2 separate regions of the Anser cygnoides genome follow, and region 1 is linked to region 2. A link is a contact called in public Hi-C data. All regions are on one chromosome and are shown on one strand. The core of a region is the stretch at or near the end of the contact, and the rest is flanking DNA. Distances in the headings are between cores, read along the strand shown.

The links. Hi-C and Micro-C count contacts between places; a contact is called where the count stands out from the background.
Region 1: a contact with region 2 is called in a Hi-C map of liver, with 2.0 times the contacts expected there. The contact joins the promoter of ELF3 here to the promoter of TBC1D22B in region 2. A contact is called at or near these places in 2 of 7 Hi-C or Micro-C datasets (both in liver).

What each region holds. Positions count from the first base shown.
Region 1 is chr25:2,148,167-2,153,765 of Taihu_goose_T2T_genome, reverse strand. It overlaps ELF3 (E74 like ETS transcription factor 3), which reads right to left and starts at 2,545. Exons shown (of 9, transcript XM_066982923.1): 1 at 2,393-2,545; 2 at 1,611-1,779; 3 at 910-1,131; 4 at 605-691; 5 at 393-512; 6 at 126-215. The coding sequence starts at 1,773.
Region 2 is chr25:2,019,291-2,024,457 of Taihu_goose_T2T_genome, reverse strand. It overlaps TBC1D22B (TBC1 domain family member 22B), which reads left to right and starts at 2,391. Exons shown (of 13, transcript XM_066983140.1): 1 at 2,391-2,577. The coding sequence starts at 2,522.

The DNA.
Region 1 (5,599 bases), core at 1,296-3,795, 130 kb before region 2:
CAGGGCACGCAAAAAAAAAAAAAAAAAAAAAAAATCCCACAGTGCAGATGGGTGTTCAGGGCTTGTCCCTAAATGGCTGGCACAAGCTCTGCCCTCCCGGCCCAGGGGGGATGCCCGCAGCTCACCGTCAGGGAAGAGCTTCGCTTCCACGGGGTCGAGGTCGAGGTCGCTTCCACCGGAGTCCTGGGAGTTGGGGCTGTGGGACATGGCAGGCCCTGGGGGGGCAAAGGGACGGGGCTCAGCCCTCGAGCGATTTGCACCCGGAGGCGTTTCCCATTGTTTTTCCCCCCACCAGGCCCCTGGGGTCAGCCAGGTACCGGCCCCAAACCCGCCCGTGGTTCCCGCTGCGCTCCCAGCCCTGTGGGAGCTCTCAGCCGGGTGAAACCACTGACCTGAGACATCGGAGCTGCCTGGGGACATGGCGTCGGGCGAGCAGGTGATGTCTGTGAAGAGGAAAGGGTTTGTGGGCTTCAGGTCCTCCAGGGAATCCTTGGCACAGGGGTTTGCCAGCTCTGGAAGGGGCAGAGAAGGGGAGAAGGGGTTAGCCCTGCCCACGCCCGCATGTGGCCCCTGGGGGTAGCCGTGGCCGAGGCCCCTCTCGTACCCAGGTGGCTGGTGTCCAGGAAGGTCTCTTGGGAATTCGCATCCTCTTTTTCCAGCAAGTCAATGATCCAGGTCAGCTCGTCAGAGGCTGCAGGGGTGAGGGGACTGTGATTAGTGACCCTATTTCGGCACGGTGGGGAACGGCGCCTGCCAGGAGCTGAGCCCAGCCCTCCCCGCACACCGCTCCGTGCCCCTGCGCCACCCTGAGCAGCTCCGGGGGTCCTGGGCTGGTGGAGGAGGGGGGGGTCTCAGCCTTGCTCTCGGAGCTGCCAGGCCTGGGGACAAAGGGGACCTCGGGACACTCACTGATCTCGTGCAGGCGGTCATAGAGCTCGTCCCCCAGGGGCCCGAAGATGTGGCGCATCTGGTCCCGGCTGCAGTGGCAGAGCGTGTGGCCGTCCATGTTGCAGCAGGAGAAGTCGATGATGCTGGCGTCGTATTTGTTCTTTTCCACGTGGTAGCTGATCCACTCCAGCACCTGCACCTTGGTCCAGAAGTATGGGAGCTCACTGAACCACTCTGGCGTTTCTGCAAGGGACGGAGAGCGGGGCTCAGGGCTGGGCAGCGAGCGGCTGGGTACGTGGGTTGGTCCCGTGGGGCACAGCGGGTCCTGGGCTGTGTTACGGGGCTGGGGTTATGGGGCTGGGGTTATAGGGCTGGGATTATGAGCCTGAGGTTATGGGGCTGGGGTTATAGGGCTGGGATTATGAGTCTGAGGTTATAGGGCTGGGGTTATGGGGTTTGGATTATGGGGCTGGGGTTATGGGGTTTGGATTATGGAGCTGGGGTTATGGGGTTCGGATTATGGGCCTGGCACCTTGTGCCACCCGGCGCATCCTCCGGCAGCCTGCCAGCCATCACCCCCCTGGGGAAACTGAGGCATGGTGCAAACCATCGACCTGCCCCCATGGGACCGTGGGTGCTCTTCCAAGGCAGCTGCACTGCCTCACTTCTCCCCTACATAGGGGCTCCCCCCTGCAGCCCACCACCACTTCGCCCCCACCCACCTGTGGTGTCTACCGGGGGCAGGCTCGGGGGGAAGCTCAGCCCCAGGCTGCCGTCGTCCCCAGGGTGTCCCAGCACATCCAGGGCCAGCTGCGACTCTTCCTGCTGGTACATGGTGCTGTTGTACTTGGACAAAATGTTGCTGATCTCGCAAGATCCTGCCATCAAGCTCTGTGCCGAGAGACCACAGTGAGCCCCGGCCCTCAACCCGCAGCACCCGCGGGAGCCCCGGGACCGGGCTGGGTGAGGCTGAGCTCTCCCTGCCTCCGTCCGCCGCCGCCTCTCGGGTCACCTTTGCCGAAACGCCCGCCCGGTGGCCTGAATCCCTGCCACCCCGGGGCAGGGGACAAGGTGGCAGCCCCTTCCCCAGCCCTGCCAGCCCCTCTCGCAGCAAGGGGGCTGTCGGTCCCGCAGCACGGCGCGGCACGGCCCCTGCGGGACCCTCGGCCACCAAATGCGCCCCCAGCCCCGCGGGTGGGCACATCCCCTGCCCCCTGCCCACGGGCAGGGCCGCCAGCAGCTCCAAAAAGCACATCCCGGTGACTCGGCAGCCCGTGGTAGAAAAGCCAAATCTTGCTGGTCGCTGGGCAAAGCCCAGGGGGTGGAGGGGGGCCCCTCTCTGGCCCCCCAAAAGGGCCGGTGGCTGCGCTGGGGCAGCGGGCGCGCGGCGAGCGAGGACCAACCGAGCACATCCCCGGCGGGAGCGAAGATGCAGAGGGAAGGGAGCAAAGCTGGGGGGACGTCGCCGTCGGGGAGCAGGTCCCGAAGGAAAAAGCTTTGGTACCTTCTGCGATGGCACTCGCGGGGCGGCAGCTAATCCAGGGGGGAGGCGAGGGGAGCCCTGCCCGGCCGCTAACCACGGCTGCGGGCCCGGCCAGGCTGTGCCGATGGGCAGATCCTGCCCACGTCTCCTCTTTTATAGCACGGGCGGCGTAACGCGATCTGGAGGCCCGAGGGGAATTCCAGGCTGAAACGTTCATGCTCCCAGATCCAGGTGATTTGCATAATATGAACCACCGGGTCCCAGCCCAGCGCTGCCTTGCCGGGAAATCTGGGTTGGCCAGTTTAATCATTGTCAGAGCCCTTGCCCTGCCGGTGCCCAGAGTTTCACCCGCGCCGGCCTCGCGGGGTGTTTTCTTCGCCGCCGTTTGCCCGGCTCGTGGTTGTTTGCTCGCAGCAGCAGGTTCGCTCGGCTCCCACTGCCAAGAAAACATGCCCAGGAGGGCCGGAGCAGCCCCAGGGGCTGCGCATCCATCCCGGGGGCTCTTTCAGGGGGAAAGTGGCCGGGATGGCTGCCCCAGGTGCCCCCCGGCGATGCAGATTTCCCTTCACCGAGCCCTGCTCCAAGGGGCAGCGCGGTGCTCGTGGCAGGGGGGCTCTTGCAGGGGTCCCCAGCTGCATTCAGAGTCCTGCCCGGGTCACCCACGCCGCGGGCACTGTCCCCGGGACCACGCGTGGCAGAGGCCGTGATGATCTGTCCGTGCAGGGACAGAGCAGAGGCAGGGCAGGTGCCCAAGTGTCGCTGCTCGCCTTGCTGCGATGGGACATTTTTTTTGCCCAGGGGTGGCTGGGGCAGGCTGCAGAGCTGTGCCAGACCATCCCCGGCCATTTCACAAGCACCACTGCACGGGCACACACGTATGCACGCAGGGCCGCACGCCAAGGGGTAAAGCAGGGCTGGGGGAATGCCTTTGGGGAACTGTTTTCCACTGCCCCTCTCTGGCTTTTGGGCAGGATTTGGGACCCTGTCTGGGTCTGTTCGTGCTGGTTTTTAAGCTCTGTGCTAGCAGAGGGAGACCTGGACCCATCCAGGCCAAGAGCCCAGCACCCATTTACCCAGCGCTGCCGCTTTGCTGAGCCAGCCACATCCAGGGGCTGGAGCAATCTCCCCGGCACTGGGTGACCGCAGCCGACCCCAGCATCACCTCTAGGTCCTGGTCACTTCACACCAGTGCTTGGCACCAAACCAGCTGGTGTGGCTTGGTGCCGACCGACCGGTGCATCCGACGTGGATGCTGTGCCTCGGCCCCATCCGTGCGGTCACGTCACCCCGCGCTGCGGGGCCGTGCTGTGGCCCCGGGGGCCAGCCTGCGCTCCGGGAGGCACCGGGTCGTGCGAGCTGATCACCTGCCCCAGCTTCATTCCTGCATGGCACCGTCACGAGTGCTGGGTGCTGCCAGGCCCTTTTGTTTCCCGGGCACAGCATCCTGCAGCGTGCGGGGACGTCCCCACGCCGGGGAGCAGCCCCTGCCGGCTCCATCCTTTGATAAGCCGGGACCACCGGGCGATACGCCGGTGCTGGGCGCACGCAGAGCCTGAAACCCTGCGTGCTGTGACCCCGCAGTGCCCGGGGATCCCGCTGCCAGGCTGGGTTCCAGCGTTGTGGTTAGAAACCTGCCCCTGGGGGAGCTTTTTCCACCCACTCTCAAAAGGCAGCAGCCCCTGGAGCGGGGTCACGGCGGGTCTGCGGTGCCCCGAGCCGGGGGGAGAAGGGGCAGGCACGGAGCACCGGGAGCCCCCGGGAGCTCTGCACAGATGGGGGCGGTTTGGGGGGGACTGGGCTGAGCATCCTCCTCCCCGGGGCTCCCCACAGAGCCAGGTGCTGCAGTCAGCCCGGGTGATGCCGCTGGTTGGAGAGGTGCACCCGGTGCAGCAAGTGGGTGGGACACCAGGCCGGGGGGGGGGGGGGGGGGTGCCACTGGTGCCACCAGCCCTGCTGGGGGGAGAACCCAGACCCACGGTACCCTCCCGGCTGTGGCCCCGCAGATCCCATCACCCTGGCAGCGGCAGCACGGGTGTATGCAGGCCACGGGGCTGGAGCAGCTCTGGGCACCCTCCTGAGACCCAGCCAGGACCAGAGCAGCACCCTGTGCCCCCAGCCCGCTGTCCCCCCCTGCCCCCCACGCTGCTTCAGGCCTCGTGGAAAGCGCTCAGCACCGCCTCAGCCCCCCAATTCCAGGGTAGCTGTAATGTCACCCCCCCCCCCCCAGTGCAGCCCCCCCCCAGAGCTGGCACCGCTCTCGGGACGAGCTCTGTATCGGGCCACCCATGGCAGGGAGGGACCCCATCTCCCACGGGGTGCCCCAGGCAGGGTGGGTGCAGGATGGGTGCCAGGAGGGATTGCTCCCGGGTTGGTGGGTGCAGGCACAGCCCAGCACCAGCATCTCCCAGGACCCAGCTGCTCCATCCGACCAGTCTAACCAGTGCCACTGGGAAAGAGAAAGTGGAGGCTGCTGGGGCTGAGGTGCTGCCCTGCAGACTTCGGGGTGCAGCTCACAGCCCCCTCTCCCTGCTCTGAGGGGGGTTGGCTGCCTGACAGGCTGGGGGGGTGCAGCTTGGTGCCACCATCCATCACCTCCACGGGCACCGCGGGCTGGTGCTGGGGTCACCTCCTGCCCTGTGCCACCCCCGGGCCTTGCCTTTGTCCCCATGCCCTAAGGGACACGGGCACAGCTTGGGGACAGGATCCCAGTTTAGGGACACAATCCCAATTTGAGGACATGATCCCAGTTTGGGGACAGGATCCCGTTTTGGGGACACAATCCCAGCACCAGGGACACAATCCATCTCCATCCCCTCCCTGCAGTCACTTCTCCTTCCCACCTCCCAGAGCAACCCCTGACCCCCCAGAAGGGTCCCCCAAATTCACCCCCATACCCCCCCTTTGCCTGCAGCCCCCTCCCCAGCCCCCTCAGCCCCCGGGGCCAGGGGAGGACCCCGCTGACCCCGGCCCCAGCAGCGCCGCCGCTCCCCGCGGTCCCGCAGCCGGGGCTGCCACCTGCCGGCTGTCCCCAGAGCCACCCGCTCCTGGGGACACCGGGCTCGGGGAGGGGGCCCTCGACAGCCAGGCTGGGACGCAGGGGTCCTGCCGCGGCTGCCCGGTGTCCTCAGAGGCTTGGGGTTGGGGTAGGTGAGGTGGAAGGGATGTGCAGAGCTCGCCAAGGCCCCCTGCGCACTGCGGGGCTAAGAGAAGCTGAAGCAGATTATCAGT
Region 2 (5,167 bases), core at 1,142-3,641:
CCAGAAGTGACTCTAGGACAGCTGGACACGCACAGCCTCCCACCGACACCAAGGGCTCCTGCTCCGATGCGGGATGGTTTCCATTTCTCGGTGTGCAGACGCCGAGCTTTCCCACTTCCCCACCGCCGCCTTGCACGTGCGCGTGGAAATCAGCCCTGCGGTGCCTCGGACCTGCGCGTCCCAAACCAGGGAAAATTCCTTGCATTTGGGCGGCGTTTGCAGTCGCGTTACGGGACGAGGTGATTTGCGGTAACGCTGCCGGTCACACCTTGTAGACCACACGTGTTTGGCCACGTTGCTCTGGCTGGAAGGAGCAGTATTTCTGTCCCTGTTCGGACCAGCCCCTTTCTGGAAGCCCTGCTTGCCCTCCCGACCGGGATGGCACTGATCTCCCTGCAGCTGGGAGCCTCAAAATGCTCTATTTTTGCTAGTTTTAAGTTTCCTTTCTCCGCTTCAGCCTCAGGATGGGAAAAGGAACCGATTCTTCTCTCTCGGCTTTCGTTCTTGTTCAGAACCGAAAGCTGCCAGGCTTCTGGGCTCGCTGCTCTGCTCCCGGCCACGCCGTGCCCCGAAACATCTCCCTGCATCTCCCAGAGCACCTGACAGGGACATAGCAGCACCAAGGCGAGTTACACCACAGCACCCAGCTGCTAGGCCAGGCCTCGTGGCTGCGACGAGCCTGTGCCGCCCTCTGCCGTCAGCCCCGTCCTCGGAAAAAAAAAATAAATAATAATTTTCTGCAGAAACGCGCCTGCTGTTTTTATTTTCCTCTCCCTTGATGAGCACACGCAGCCCTCCCGCACCCCGAAGGGTTTCCCCACGGTGCTCGGCGGAGACGGGCGGCGATGCTGAGGGGACGGGGACAGCAGGGCTGGGGGTGGCAGCCGTCCCTTGACGGACTCGGGTGTCCCAGCGCCCGAGGCATCCCCGAGGGGCTCCCTGCCCTCTGCGGGCAGGGGAAACTGAGGCACGGGGTGCGGCACCGACTCACGGCCCTGCCAGCCACCAGGCACTGCTGATTGAGGCCGAGGCAGCAAGGGGCCATTGCGCCTTGCCCCCAGGAGCAGGACGTCCCCATGTCCCCAAGGCCTTTGGTGACACAACGCGGCCTGCGCCTGCCGCCATTGAGGCCCGGTGCTAGGGGCTGCCCCCATGGTGGGGTTTTCTCCTCAGGGATGCCAGGGGGCAGCCAGGGTCCCATGATGTCACCGCAAAGGCTGTTTTGGGGGGTTATTTTTTATTTGTTTGGAAGGTTTGGGGGGTTATTTTCTTTATTTTTGTGTTTAGTTTTTTGGTCTCTACAGCTCCCTGAACGGAAGGTGTGGGGAGCTGGGGGTCGGCCTCTTCTCACACATAACCAGGGATAGGACCAGAGGGAATGGCCTCGAGTTGTGCCAGGGGAGGTTCGGGTGGGAAATGAGGAGACATTTCTGCTCAGAAAGAGCGGTCAGGCGTTGGGACGGGTTGCCCAGGGAGGTGGGGGAGTCCCCGTCCCTGGGGGTGCTCAAGGAGAGGTTGGACGTGGTGCTTGGGGACAGGGTTCTGTGGGTGACAGTGGTGGTAGGGGGTGGTTGGACCAGGTGAGCATGAAGGGCTTCTCCAACCCTACTGATTTGATAACTTTACGTTTCTATTTGTTTTGACACCTGCGCTTTTTCGCCACTTCATCCCCGTTTATTCGCCAGGTGACCTCACCAGGTGGCCTCACTGAGGCCTCCCCTATAACGCCCGCCCCCGTTACGAGGGGACGACCCCTGGGGAGCTCAGTGAGGTGCCCCCGACCCCCCCCCATCCCTTTGGGTGCCATGGCAACCGGGGGGGGCACCCCGGGGACCCCGCCACCCCTCAGCCCCCCCCCCCCCCCCCTTCATGGTTCAGCCCGCCGCCACCTCCCCCCGTCGCGCCGCGGGTGGTTTAACCCGCTCCCCCTCCCCTCCGTGGTTTTGCCAGCCCCCCCCCCCCGCGCAGCGGAATAGTCTCTCCCGGCCCTCACGGCGCTGTTTAACCCTGCCCGCCCAACCATGCGCGGGGCGGGGGGGGGCTCGCGGGGGGGGGTTCCTCCCGCCCACAGCGCCCATTGCCAGCCCCCCCCCGCTCCTCTCGGAGCTAAATACTCCTCCCCACTCCCCCCCTACAGCAGGCGAGATGGTTCATCCCACCCCCACAGTAACCATAATGGTTCATCCTTTCATCCTCCCCCCCTCAGCAGCCGAGATGGTACATCCCACCCCCCACACAAGTACTCCCTCCCCTCCTTCCCCAGCCCCTCCCCTCCCCCTATGACGTCACTCCCCCTCCCTGCTCCCCATTGGCCCGGCCTCCGGAACCGGATCGCGGGCGACCAATGGCGGCGCTCTCCACGCCCGCAACCAAAATGGCGCCGGCGGCGGCTTCAAGCGGGCGGCGGTGAAGGCGGAGGGGGGCGGGGAGGGGGGCGCCGGGGCCTTCTCCGCGCTCCGCCGCTGCGCCGGGGCCGGCCGGGCCCTGCCCGGCCCCGTCCCGTCCCCCCCCCCCCTCGGCCATGGCCGCCGAGAGCGGGCGGCACTTCTGGAAGCGCAGCGCCAAGCTGCCCGGCAGGTGGGCAACGGGCCCGGCCGGTAACGGGGCTGCGGGGGGTCGGGGGGGTCTCTGGGGGGGGGCTGTGGGGGTCTTTGGGGGGACTGTGGGGTCTTGGGGGGAGGGTCTGTGGGGTTTTTGGGGGGTCTGTGGGGTCTCAGGGGAGGTCTGTGGGGTCTTTGTGGGGGCTGTGGGGTCTTTGGGGGGGGCTGTGGGTTTTTTTGGGGGGGGCTGTGGGGGTCTTGGGGGGGGCTGTGTTTTTTTGGGGGAGTTATGATCTTTTGGGGGGGTCTGTGGAGGTTTTTGGGGGGTGTTTTTTTTTGGGGGGGTTGGTTTTTTTTGGGGGGGGGTTGTGGGGTTTGTTGGGGGGTGGAAGGTTTTGGGGAGGAGGGGAGTGGCGTATGGGGGGGGGACGTGGTGCTGTGGGGCAGGGAGGTCTGAGGGGGGCCCCAAGGTTTGGGGGACGGGCCTTGAGCCCCCCCCGAGACCCTGCACCGAGACACCGAGGAGACCCCAGCCCCCTTATGGGCCACCCCCGTTTTCGTGAAGGCCTCCCCAAGTTTCCCACCGAGGCCTCCCCGTTCACCCGGGGACGTTGTGGGGAGCCGAGGGCACCCCGCTGCGGGACGGGGGGGCGGCGGCGCTGCGGGCTCGCTCCCCGCCTGGCCCCGGGAGCAGGGCGCACCGGGGGGGGGGGGGCTGCAAACCCTTTACCCCAGACACGAAACCCCAGTGTCCTGGGGGGGGGGGGGGGGGGGGGGGGGGGCCGGGACACCCCCGCTCCGAGGAGCCTTCTGGGGTTCTGCGTCTGGCGCTCCTCGGGCCGCCTCCGTGCTCGTTTTGCCTTATCTGAACCCTGCCCTTCCCCTCCTGCTGGCCGGGCACGGTGCGAAATCGGCCGTTCGATCCCCGTGGGGTTTCGCTCGGGCTCTGTCCCGCTCCGGCACCCTGCTGTCGGTGGGACGGAGCCCGGCCGCGGCACGGCGAATTTCCCCCTCTCCTCTCCTGGGGGGTTGGAGAGGCCGGCGCCGTGCAGCCCCCGGTTCCCTCCCCGTCCCCGCAGCCCTCGCCCCGAGCCGCTGCCTCGGAGCCGCTTCGCCTTGGGACGCTGCGGCCAGGTGAACCGGTCTGGGAGGCAGGCGGCCCTGCCCAGACGCCGCCGAGCTGCAGCGACGTGTCCTCGGCAGAGCTCTCCCCTGCCTCCAGGCAGCTTCGCAGATCCCCCCGCTGTCCCGCGGGGCGTTTCGGGGCCGGTTAACGTGCCTCCTCCGCCCCGCGCGCCCCCCGTCCTTTCCAGGAACGGTTACGGGCAGGGCTCGGGCCTCGACCCCGAAGGGCAGCAGCGGGGACGGAAAGCGGAGGTGGGACGTCACCTGGGCGTGGGGCTGCCCCTTATGTTTTTGGTGGGAACTCTGCAAGGTCTTCCCCCATTCTTGGCTCCCTCCTCCCCTTGCCCCAAGCGGGCAGAGGGAGGCTTCGGGACGATCCGGAGGCCGCGCCAGGTTCGTTTGCCGCGATGGGATGAGTAGGGTCGCTTGGGTTCGTGTGCGTTTAGTTGGTGCTTTTTCCCCTCTCAATTTAGGGTCGTGTGGCAGAAGCGGTAAGCGTGGTTCCACGCCTCCCGTGCTGCCCCGGGGCTTCTGCGTTGGGATTTCTCCCCCCCTGTAATTTTTTGGGGTGCGTTGGTGGGTTGGTCCTGTACATCCCTGTGCGCGTGTTTATTCCCTGCCCTTCGGAGAGGTGGGCAGTAAGGCACTGTGTGTGTTATTTACGTGCTGGTGTAAAAAGTGGGGTGGGAGGGGGATCAGAATCTGCTCGGGTAAGGTCTCTGGGATGGCACCGAGGTTCTGTGAGCGCGATTCCTGCTGTGATCCTGTGACGCCAGTACCACAACGCAGCAGGGTCACCGGTTGTACCGGGCGCTGAATGTAGAGGGGACGGAAAATGGCCTCGTCCTGCAGGGCTCAGACCGCAGCAGGACGGGGGGGGGGGTCTCACCTCCTCCCCGGGGGCGCTTGCTGCGGCGGGGTGCCTGCCCCGAGCCTCCCACCCGTGCGCGAGCCAGGCGGAGACGGCTGCAGGCGGGGTTGAGCCTCGGAGACGGCGAATTCGAGCCGCGGTAGGGAAAGCCAGAAGCGGGGTGAGTGAATGAAGCGCGCGCCGAGTGCCGCCGGGCTCTGTGGCCGCCCGGCCTCGGGTTTCTCAGCCGCAGACGCGGGGCGTGCTGGTGTGGGGCTCGGGGCCCTGGCTGTGGGCTCGGGGCCCTGCTGGGGTCGGTTACGGGGACGGGAGCAGACGCGGGGTGCCTGGCGGGCCCAAAGGTGCCACCTGGCAGCTGTGGGTGTTTGCCCAGCTCGGAGCTCACCTGCCGTGAGTCCCGGCGTCGGCGCTGCTTCCTTCCCAGCTGCTTTGTTTATTTCTCTGCACAGACAGAGCTCTGTGTGTGTGTGCGTGCCCGCCTCTCCTTCCTCTCCAGCCCGTTCCGTAGGGGTTGCGTGTGCCAACCTCTGCGTAGGTGCACGGGGAGGCGGGGGGGGACTCAGCAAACCCGAGCAGTCCAAGTGTGGAAGGCGGCGGCGCTCGCTGATGCGGGACGGTGGCACCCAGCTCG